2 separate regions of the Mus musculus genome follow, and region 1 is linked to region 2. Evidence: chromatin contacts called from public HiChIP or PLAC-seq data. All regions are on one chromosome and are shown on one strand. Each heading gives the region's core, a stretch centred on a gene start, on an enhancer-like site or on the middle of the called end of the contact. The rest is flanking DNA. Distances are from core to core; before and after follow the strand shown.

Region 1 (5,583 bases), core at 1,368-3,867, 250 kb after region 2:
GGACCCAGGTAAAAGCTACCGGGCAATGGTGGGCAGGGTGGGAAGGGATGGTAAATGGCCAGGAGAGGCGAATGGCAGAGCTCAGCTACTTCCCAGGCGGAGTAGGAGGCACTCAGACGAGTCACCTGTCGGGTCAGAGCAGAAACCCTGTAGTCTGTTTTGTGAAAAGGAAAATAAACCTCTAGCTACCACAATTAAATTGAAACCTGAGATTGTTCCATAGTAAGTATCACATGGCTGCTATCAGTAAGACTGTGGTTGTCCTTAGAGAAGCATTGGTTGACAGTTTTTCAGTGTCATTTGGAATAGACTGTTTTTCATTGGTAAAACCATAGAGTGGGAAACTCAATATGTTTATCCGATGGATTAGGGTTAGAGGTGCAGGGGATTCATAATGTCTGTCACCATTAAGTTGGCTACCTGGGAAGCCATTCCTTTGCTTTTAATATTTTGTTAAATTCTTTTATCTAAAATGGTGGGGGTGGGGAAGACTAGGAAGAAATTGAGTTATTAGTGGTAATTTTTCTTTGAAGAAGTCAATTTGAGAAAGTCTTTAGCATCCCTCGGTAGACATGAACAAGCTGTATTTTTCTCATTCATTCAGCAGAGCAATAAGACTCCAGACAGGATCAGCTTTAGCTTCTGACTTGCGTTTCTGCTCCTGGTGTTTGAAAAGGTGAAGACTGCTCTGTTGGGTTTGTGCATCTGTTCTTCGAGAACAAGCAATGGGACTTGATTAGAATCATAAAATCGGACAGCGGAAAGAGATTTGTCTTTCCTCACGTCCAAGGCTTGTAGTGTAAGCTTCCAGGACACTAGCTATTAGCCTCTGCTGCCCTGTGCTCCCAGAATCTCCGACCAACATGCAACATTCTCACTTCAGAGTAAACAGGTTTTGCTTGCTTGATTCATTTTTGTGGTTCCTGCCATAGATTTGTGAAGTCCCTGCTTCTGAGGGCTTACCTGTCCCTCGCACACAGATTGTTTTTATGCACTGAGGCAGAGCTTCACGAAGAGCCTTCACCACTCAGCACTTGACCTGGTGTTCTGTGGAGGCCTCATTCTAAAACTCTCTCTGTAGGAGATGGTTCTTTTGCTTTCACCATTCTGTCAACTTATTGTTTACTGGAAACTCCCATAGCTGTAAATTTTTGTCTGAGTTTCAAATGCATCCTTTGTCTGCTGGAGATCTTGACCTTGAAGTCCTATGGGTACCTACAGGTCAGAATGCCTCAAACAGAAGCCCTCAACTTCACATCAAAGTCTTATCCCAGTTTCTAAACCTTTGTGCAACAAGTTGCTCATGTAGAGAATCTGCTGGCCCCCCACCCCTGGCCACATTGATAGCTTTGTCCATTCTTTTTGTTTTTTTTTTTGTTTGTTTGTTTGTTTTTTTCCTTGCATCTCGCTGCCCAAGTTTATGACTGTAGTGGTCTTCTTGTTGCTATGACAAAATGCACGACAAGTAACAATTTAAAGGAGTGAAGGTTTATTTTGGCTCGAAGTTTGGCAAGGTACAGTCCCTTCTGGCCTGGAAGGCATGAGCCGAGCTGGCGGGTATGGGGTAGCAGGAATGGGAGGTTGCACATTTTCATCCCTGCTGATAAGTAAGCGGAGAAAACCTTTGCCCAGAACATGGATAGTCATGCATGAGACCTGTTCCTCAGTGACCAGCTTCCTCCAGCTAGGTCCCACCTCCTAAGGGTGCTATGGCCTCCAAAATTGGCACCAACGGCTGGGGATCAAGGGTTTAAATCCTGGTACCTGTAGTAAACATTTTAGATCCAAACCACAACCATAACAGTATCCTTATTCTAAGCCCAGATTCTTCTAGCGGTATAGTCCACCCCCATCCCTCATCTGTCAATCATGTATATTCTCTTGGCTCCAGCAGGTATTCTTTACAATGGTGCTGGGTTGTTTTTGTTTGTTTGTTTGTTTGTTTTTGTGTGTGTTGTTGTTGTTTTTCCCCTTCCATGTAGGAGTTTACAGTTTTCAGAGAGACACACAAACAGCTACTTTATAACTTTACATCTTTGCCTATGACTTCATTCTTCATACCAGCTAAAGAAATCTGCACAAAAAAAGCCTTTGAGCATTATTTATATAAAAAAAAACCTCCTCCACAAATCCCCAGGGCTTTCACGATTAATTTCTGTTTCCCTAATTTGCCGAATGCAAGCCATCCTTGGTCTGAACTGTGCTGTGAAATTTTAACTCCTTTATTTGTATAACCTGTAGTAAGCATTATTAAACTCCAAGAAGCTAAATGCTGTGGCTGCTGTGTGCTTGTTGACTTTGAACTCCTCACCCTCCTCACCGCTCTTCAGAGACTCTGGATGAGGGCGGGGCTTTATCCCTCCCAGCCCGCTTAGATTCCAACCCCAGTGCGGGTGGGTGCTGCACCTCTGCCTCCATGTCAACTGCTCATGTTTTAGCTACAACATGACTTGTGCCCAGAATAAAATGGGTGCATGTCTGGGACTAAATGAGTGTGTCCTTAATGAGTGAGTGGTAATTGCCAACATTGCAAATTCTGCCTGTGGAGTACATTAGAGAAGAGGTGAGTGAGCGAGCCAAAGGAGCGTCACAGGTAAGAGCAGGAAGCCATCTACACACTTACAGGGGAATCCCTGGGTGCTGACAGATGGCCCAGTAACCATTTTGGAAAGGTGATCAGTCATCTGGAAATGCTGCGGTCATTATTTCTCTATCAGAAACTAATGTCATAATAGCAAACCACGCCCAAAGATGTTCCCCACGACACAGTCCATCTTTCATCTGTGCCTGGAGGACACTTGATCCTGTTGTCTTTTCTGTGTCATGAGCTCAGTTTTAATGTGTTTTGCTTGTTTTCTGTATAGTGTGGCAAGTTAGAGAAATTTCCCCATTTCAAACTTGCAGGGAATTCAGGGGGAAGTAATTTATTTAAAAGGATTATTTTATTTAGTTGGGCTCACTGTGATCTAAAATGCTTTGTACTTGCTTTTTGCATTGTATTTTATTTTCCAAAGGACCTGGGGATATATGACTGCCAAATAGAAATACACTTAATTAAAGGGGAATATTCCACTGGATATTATTTTTGAAAGAGTGTCTTTTTTTTTGTGCTCCAGAGTTGGGGGACTGACTGTGTTATTTACAGTAGTTTGAGTAACTCTGAAGAATGGCTTTTGAACTGTAACGCCGCCCACCATACATGTGGCATGGTAATGTTTAAGAGTTTTCTTCTCTGTTTCAATTCACATCTTTTTATTTAGCAAATCTCTTTTAGCTTTGTATTGAAAAAATGCTGCTGAGAATGTTAGTTATTAATTAGATCATTACTCAAGTTTCAATGGAGACAATATTTAGGGGGGGTTTTAGTTTAGTTATTGCAGCTGCTGAGAAAATATAGCAGCACTTGGGAATGAACGGAGTGTTTCCTTTTATTTAGAGCCTTTCGGACCCAGGATGCTCCTGCAGAATCAAGCGCCTGGCCTCATTCTGTCCGTTTTTCCATTCCCTTTGAAGGAATCAAAGTAACTGGCTATAGCTCCTCTCCGTCTGTCATGAGTAGCGTGCGGGATTTCTCCAGCCTCCCAGGGAAGAGGAGGAATTGGACTCACACAGATGACTTGGGTGTTAGTCCTCACCCTGAGGTGACTCGGTATAGCTGTGCTCTCAAACTGTTCAGTTACAGGCCATCCCTTGTTTTCTAAGTTTGGATTTAAACAGGAGAAACTCTCAGGGTTGTCCTAAAGATGGAAAACCAGGAGGAGTCTACTCCTTGACTGAGAGAGTTGCAGCAGTTGTCTGTTGAACCTTCTGTAAGTGTTCCTCTTTGTACCAAGCCAAGGTGTTCCAAAAGCTTTGTGGGAGAATGGACAACGTCAGTTACTTGGAAGGTACACTTTACTGTCTCAACAAGGTATTTGGTCTGAATATTTGAAAAGAAACTTATTTCTGCTAGAGGTCAGTGCAGCCTTTATACCCCAGAAACAATGAAATACCAAGAATACAGAGTCACTGCTTCCTACAGTCCTCTTGCCTTCCCACAGGTCAGAGACTCCTCAGAGAGGAAGACACAAACACACACACACACACACACACACACACACACACACACACACACACACCACAGGCATACAGAAAAAGACACAGAGATACACACACCTATGCACATATAGGCTCACAGACACAGACCGACAAACACACATGCTCTCCTACCCAGAGAGACACAGACAGACAGACAGTCAGTCACACTAACATACCCCCACACCCCACAGGTATGTACAGACAAGACAGACACATGCAGACAGTCAGATTGGCACACACATATATGGGCACATGGGCATAGAAAGATACACACATAGGCAGGCTCATAGGTATAAACACACACACACACACACACACACACACACACACACAGACACACACAGACAGATACTTAAACAGACAGATACACGCACAGACAGAAAGATAGGCAAGCAGACAGGCAGAAAGACAGACGCACGCATGCCTAAGCACTGACACGATAGACAGCAGGTATGAATACAAGAAACCATACTGGGGACATGGAGTAGTTTTGTTGTGGTATTTTAGAGTCATTACTTTGCAAAGTCATAATATTTAAGAGGCGTAACTTAAAGCTGTACTATTGTAATATTTTATAGTGTGATTTCCCAGGTTACTTTGAGACCTAGCTCAGAACCCAGTGTGCTTTAGATCTGTGCTATGTTCCTTGGGCCATAGGAATGCAACCTCGTTCTTTCTGTAATCCTGCAGGGTAGGCGTAATCATCGTTTGATACTAGAACACTGAGTGATTCAAACATTTATTCAAGGTCTTGTGATTGATTGACAGTACAGATAGGCTTTAAAATAAGCTTGTTCTGAGTGCACATTGCTGTATCTGTGCCTGTATGGATACAGAGGAAAGGTCACAGGAGGACGGAGATGAGAGGGTCTTATCAAGTCTTAGTCAAGGAGACAGGCGTCAGGAGAAGCCTAACTTGCCTGAACCTTGATCCTGGCCTTCAAGCCTCCATGACAGCGAGAAACGACTTACTAGCTATATTGGCTCTTTTTAAATGTATTTATAAGTGCTGGTTCCAGAGCACCTGTGACTTTGTACAGTTCCCTGTTTGGTTAGTATTCAGTGTCTCACTGCTGTGTGTGTACACACACACAGGCACACGCACACGCATGTGCACACTCTGCCCAATGCTCCCTCAGGCTGAGGTTGACTATGCCTGTTTCCCTGTTTCCTCATGAACCTTGCACAATATTTAATGCAAAGAAAGTGCTTTACATTTGCTTGCTGAGTAAGTTATGTAAAGGAGGGTGCTTGGCAATTTAGGAGAACAAAACGATGACATTAGTCTAGTAGTCTAATGTTAGAATATTAATTTTGGCCTTTGAGCATGAGCCCCTTGCTTCAGAAGGCTTGATTTACAGTGCGGTTAGATGCTTTCTTAACGTTTTGTGGGTGGAACTTAAAAAGTCCTGTCTTTCTTAACCTTCTTTTACTGTGTGAACTCCACATACTTCTTTGAGAAATTCCAGAATGGAAAGATAACCATATTAGATGGTCTTAAATCGT
Region 2 (6,235 bases), core at 2,582-5,081:
GGAACTCAGGGGGAATTCAAGCAAGATAGCATGTTGCTCTTTCTCTGTACAGTTATAATGAATCATTTCCACATAGTGAAAAATGCTAAAGAGGGTGACAAAGAAATGTTCTATCTGCAGATGGCCCTTGCAGTATATTATCACATTGTGCCTACTGTTGTCTGCTTGAAAGAAAGAAAGAAAGAAAGAAAGAAAGAAAGAAAGAAAGAGAGAAAGAAAGAGAGAAAGAAAGAAAGAAAGAAAGAAAGAAAGAAAGAAAGAAAGAAAGAAAAGAAAAGAAAAAAAGAAAAAATTCTTGACTCTTAAATGTCAAGTAGATGCAAAGAAAATAAAATATTCTGAGATCTAAAGGAGGATGTGGTAGTAATAAACACACCAATCAATTTGTAATATCCTGTTTCTTTTCCTGGCTCCCCAGACACTGACAAAAACCTCAGGATAGTACCTGCTTCCAGAATACTTTCAAAATCAAACCAAAAACATCACAGCATGGGTTTAAATGATGGCTCTAATGTTTTGTCTAGTATTTTGTTTGGATGCCCAATTTTGATTAGACCCAGGCTCTGCTTCATTATTAAATATTTTACTGCCTTCTCACAAATTCCGGAGAAGTGTGGTTATGTGATGTGGACATGGAAGAGTGTATGAGAGAAACCACATGTAATCTTGAGGATATGTGTGTGTGTGTGTGTGTGTGTGTGTGTGTGTGTGTGTGTGTAGATAGATTAGATAGATAGATAGATAGATAGATAGATAGATAGATAGATAGATAGATAGATAGATAGATGGATGGATGGATGAATAGATAGATAGACACACAAGGAGGCATGTGCCCAGTTGGGCACTGATTGTCATACAGCCATCAAAATTGTTTTTCAATACTGAGAATGGCTTCCCTAACATGCACAAGATACTGAGTTCGGTCCTTACCACTATAAATAAATATGTAAATACATAGATAAACAATAGAAATAAGGATTGGAGCTCCAAATTACAAATATTTATTTCATGACAGTTTTGTCCCCAAGAAGAATACAGAGAGCACTAATACACACAGCAAAGAGAGATGAGCATCTCAAAGGACAGATGGACAGTGTGAGATAAAGTGAGATCAAGGAACCAAGTAAGGCAGTCAGTTGGGAACCGTGAGTACCGAAGTCAGTTGGGAACAGGGAGTTTGCCACTCAAAACCTGTGCATTATTTTTCAGTGTGAGCAGAAGCTGCCTGGCAACTGACTGAGCTTTTAGGTGTCATTGGCATTGTGACTTCCCGCTCTTTGGTACTACCATAGAGTCACTCAAGATCCTTGCTGCTTTCATTTAACCAAGCACTCTTCTTAACATTTCAAGAGATTGTCTGTTCCCGTTGTATTAATGCAACAAGAGCTGTATGAACCTGGATTGTGACAACAGACGGGAGCATGTGAAGCAGGACCCAGTGCTGAGTTAGGTGCAAGGTGTCAAGAAAGGAAGTAGGGAAAGAATTGTCTGGCTCTCTGGCTGTGCAACTGAGGGGTTGTTGGTACCTACCAGCAGACTACAGAATTGCCAGAGACAACCAAGCACGGGACTCTAGAGAGGACGAAGTAAGAATGCTGTTGGATAGAGTACACCAGAGAAGCCTCGGAACCGTCTAAATAGGCTTGTACAGTACGGCTGAATACACTGGTTGCAAAAGCAGTTTAAACACTAGTGATTTTTGTGATTTTGTGTGTGACTAGTCGTCTTCTCGGGATTTTGCTTGGGAGCACAGCATGAAGTATTGCCTGCGAATGGGGATTTCATCTGAAGTGACCTTGGGGTTGTACATTGTCAATGATTTGGAAATGTTCACGTTACATAGCTCAGATCTCATTTCCTGGATCACTCCTGCAGGCTCACTACTACAAGCTGACTAAAGGGGATGTAAGGTTTTTTTTCCCTAAATAAATAATTGAGCAAACCAAAAGAATGTTGAACTTCATACCATACAGTAGTTTTCATTATCCTGTATTGTGTTTGCATAGATAATAAATAGGAAAAGAAGGCACACGTCAAGGAACATTTTTCCCCTCCTAATTATATTTTCAACTTGGCTCTATAGACAAAAGGCTGCGTGGTATGTACTCAGGCACGAGCACTATGCTTTGGACATGCACTTGAGAACACACAGGGCACAGTGTGTGCATGTGGCATCACCCACGGTGTGCATGCACAGGTATATACAGAAGTGGTGGCCTCTGCAAGTGGGAGTACCAAATATATGACTTACTCAGCAAAAAGGAAGGAATTTGTTGTTTGTAGGCCAAAGATGTTGATCTTTTCTCATTAATGTGAAAGAAGGCTATGCAGCTGTATTGTACAAAGGGATAATCATGAACCATACACAGCAATTCAATCGTTATTTAATTACAATTGAACAGCATTTAAAACTCAGTTTCTTCTTGTTGTGACCCCTAGTTCCAGATTCTACAGGCCAGTAGCTGGTACGTCCAGTCCTGGGCGCTGCCAGTGCATCTTTTCTACCATCACAGGAAGTCCACTAGAAAATCAAACCCATGCTACTTCCTGTTTTTACACAACCCAAGGTGCAAAGAATGAATTTTGGATTTTGAAATGATCAAAAACTGATCCAAAGAAGAATATTTTGGAGCCCATGAAATAGCTTGAAACAGAAAATTCAAGAAGTTTTCCTAAGCATCCGCATGCCCATTTCTTTATGTGTTGTCTGGGTTTGTATCTCCCGTACCAAACTGAACAATTGCTTCAGAGACAGGACAGCCTACATAGTCAAAATATTTTCTGTGTGGCTCCCCCTGGGGATAGTTTGCCAGCCCCTGAGCTAAAGGAAGGGAAACAGCAGCGTGACAAATAGTTTTAATAGACTATTCTGTGTAACTCAGGGAAATCAAATGAAAGAAGAGAGCCTTTCCAGAGCTATACTGATTTGCTTGCCGGGGGACATTTGCATTTTAGACTTTCCCAATGTGTGTCCCTGGCAATGTAGCCTTTCTCGTGCATCGTGAGGGCCCCCATGAGTCCCCATCTGTCTTTGTCTCTCTGTAATTCTTGTAGAATCTCTTCTCAACAGTTACTTTCTATTTATAGGTCACTGTCTTCTCTATTGTCCAAAGTCCAATTAAGTTCTCTCAAAGGTTTGGCAGGGGAATCTGCTGACCCCCCCTGACAGAGAGGCCAATTATCTTCTCAACCTTCTCTTAAGAAAAAGGTGGACACAGGGATGATTTGTTTGCATGGGAGCTGATCTAAGCTGGCATTATTCTATGGCCACTCTTACCGTTTCTCGAGGGTGACCCCACTAATTAGGACATGCTGTCCTTTATTGGGCCAAGCTTAAGTACAAGCCAGAAATTCATCGACTTATTTCTCACAAAAAGTTCTGTATGGCTTTTTGAGGATTTGTGCAGATTCAGGGTTGCAGCTTCTACACTGTGATGTTCATGAATATCACAGTGCCATGGTGACGCACCCTAAAGGACCCGACCCAGCTGATTAAATGGTATCAGTGAGTGAGAGAGGAAAAGACGAAACCTCTTTTTTTTTCCTCCTCACTTACAAGTCATATTTTGTTTGTTTTTTTTTTTTGTTTTGTTTTCGTATGCTTAGAAGTAGTTATTTAGGAAAAGATCTAGTATATGACTTTCTCCAGTAGTGATCCTCACTGCAGACTCGCCCAGACCTAAGAGAATTCACTTATGAGACAGAGAATCATTCTGCATTTTCAGAATGCCTTATTTTTTTAATCACAATGAACGCCAACTCATCACATGTGTGCTGATATATAAGCTTTGATGTCTGAAAGTCTTTGAAATGTATCCCAAAACTAAATGAGGCAGAAATAAGCTAACTCAGTAATGGTCAACGGTAGAATATCACAGTGAATCTGTGGATGTCTGCTGTTCATTTCCTTTAAATGCTACATATGCTTGAGAAATTTTCTCATAAAATATTGGAGAAAAAGCCTCTAGAAAGACACTTTATTTAATCTTTAAATTCCTCAACGTTTCTCTGAAGCATTGTTGACTTCAAAGGAAAGCCTGAGATGCAGGTATTACTGCTCAAGATTTCTTGGGCTTGCATCAAATTCAGACTCAAATGCAAGTCTCAGCTCTGGCATATATGTGACTGTTAATGTCACCCTCCCTGTTTCATGCATTAGCCAGTAGAGGATCATTCACAGTCACACCCTGGTGCAAAGAAGACAGCTAAGAGCTTTGGCTTTGAGACCATAAAGTGGCCTCTAGCCTGGTCCTTTCTCACCTGCCTTTCTTATGCACCATCTGTCTTTCTGCATGGTTGGGTTCAGAGCATCTTTGTGCCACCAGGAAGACTTTGCTGCTGACCTAATGGAGATGAGTCTCCCACATTCCACCTTGAGATGGGACTGATTTCCCCATCCCATCCCCCAGCAGTATCTAGGGCCACATAGATGAATTTATTAGAAAGTATCATGAATCCAGACTGACTTTGATAAATGCTTCAGTTTTCTGTTTTGTTTTGTCTTGCTTTTTTTTTTTGTTTACCTATATCCTTGTAAATGTGTTTTTTAAATGCTAATATTCTCAGTTGTCTGTGACTTAGAACTGCTGGACTGAAAGAAAAAAAAGTGGAGGACACTAACAAGAAAACAGGCCAAGATTGACTGTGTTTATCCTCTATCCTCTAGAAGTAAGGGGGTTCCATTTCTGAATGAAGTTAAACCACATAGCTTAAAAAATCATGCAAAGTCCTGTAAGAACCTACTGAATACGTCTTCATGTATTAAGTATAGTAAAATGTGTGCCAAGGCTGGCGTCATTATGCACAGCCATTCACTTCCTGTCACTATCACAGAAGAATATCGATGGAACTTTTTAAAAAGTTCAGCTATGGTTCTGAAGCCCAGGAAGTCCTTGAGCAAAGGACAACATCTGAGATCTTGTGCTGCATGACAACATGGCACAGAGTGAAGACAAATAAGCAGATACAAAGAAAAGTGTGAGCAGGGTCTCATTCCAACAGCCCATTCTTGTAACTAACCCACCTGCACAATGACCAAGGTCCCTACCTTGGTAATCCAATCACTGTATTTAGCTCTACCTCCCAACCCTACCACAATGGAGATGACCTTCTGGAAACACCTGAAAACTAGAGCAGTATATCTTGACAGGGCTTATATTTTAGCCCAGATTTCCCATGGGTAACACAGGGAATGCCAGAATTCCCTAAGCTTCAGATACAGTTTCAGGAAACAAGGCTGTTCTTCATAGATGGAGCTCCAGAGAAAGTCAGTCTCCCCAGCTGCTCACGTTCACAGTAATGTACCAGGGATGCTATCATGCTATCATGGATCCACATCTCTGACTATTCAGTGATGGACAGTCACATCGGATATCAGCAATGAGCTCCCTCTTGCTAAATTCTTATTTCACACTCTTTGTGATCACCACACTTTTCTTTCTTATTGGATTATTCTGGCTGAGTTTACAGTGTCTCAGTGCTAGCAATGTGAAGTCAGGTCATTGTAAAACAGGAGGCTGTAAGACCTCAGGACATACCTCAGACATCGGTTAGAATATGGACAAGACACCAGCTTTATTTATTATTGTTGTTTACTTGGAAGGTAAGCTCTATTTTTAAGTGATCAACTAGCCACGTATTTTTTAAAAGATTTACTTATTTTTCTCTTGTGTGTGTGTGTGTGTGTGTGTGTATGTATGTGTGCCTGGTATCCACAGAAGAGAATGTTGGATCCCCTGGAATGAAAGCTATAAATGGCTATGAGCTGCTATGTGTGTGCTTGGAATTAAACCTGGGTCCTGTTCAAGAGCAACAAATGCTCTTAACTGCTGAGCCATCTCTCTAGCCCATCCCATTTTATTTTTTTTAAGTAATGGATTTTTAAAAAATAAATTTCATAAATGCTTTACATTTATTTTAACTGAAAGTGATTTTCATGATATCAAAAAATCTGTACCAGCTTTTGAACTAACTCACAAAATCTTCTCTGCCATTGGCATACAGATTTTTACTAAACACTCCATTGGCCAAAGGATGCTATCCACAAAGACTTAAGCCTCCACATCTATAGAAAAGAAATAATTACCAACCGTAATAAAACTTAGTGGTCTTAAATTTTCATTAGAACAGTTGTTTATACTTGCTCAGACAAAAGGGGAGCTTTCCAGCATATTTAATAAATTGTGTAACACTTGGTTCTAAAACTTGTCTGAGGTAATACATTAAAGAAATTAAA

Evidence for each region. HiChIP or PLAC-seq counts read pairs in DNA pulled down with a chosen protein or histone mark.
Region 1: a contact with region 2 is called in a PDX1 HiChIP or PLAC-seq map of a beta-TC-6 cell line, with 8 times the contacts expected there. The contact joins two enhancer-like sites. A contact is called at or near these places in 3 of 39 promoter capture datasets (the 3T3-L1 cell line, hippocampal neurons and neural stem cells), 16 of 484 Hi-C or Micro-C datasets (the C2C12 cell line, MC3T3-E1-derived osteoblasts, the N1E-115 cell line and 8 more), 11 of 115 datasets of contacts at active chromatin or transcription factors (a beta-TC-6 cell line, cardiomyocytes, craniofacial prominence and 8 more) and 1 of 9 other capture datasets (embryonic stem cells).

The regions. Positions count from the first base shown.
Region 1 is chr2:135,670,299-135,675,881 of GRCm38.p6, forward strand. All of the region lies in intron 1 of Plcb4 (phospholipase C, beta 4), which reads left to right. Among named protein-coding and RNA genes, the nearest start is that of Plcb4, 14 kb to the left of the region's middle. Within about 2 kb of position 2,618, at least 6 of the 459 cell types and tissues checked have an H3K27ac peak or open chromatin away from gene starts, as enhancers often do.
Region 2 is chr2:135,416,335-135,422,569 of GRCm38.p6, forward strand. The region is part of intron 31 of Plcb1 (phospholipase C, beta 1); the gene reads left to right. Among named protein-coding and RNA genes, the nearest start is that of Gm31993, 120 kb to the right of the region's middle. Within about 2 kb of position 3,832, at least 2 of the 459 cell types and tissues checked have an H3K27ac peak or open chromatin away from gene starts, as enhancers often do.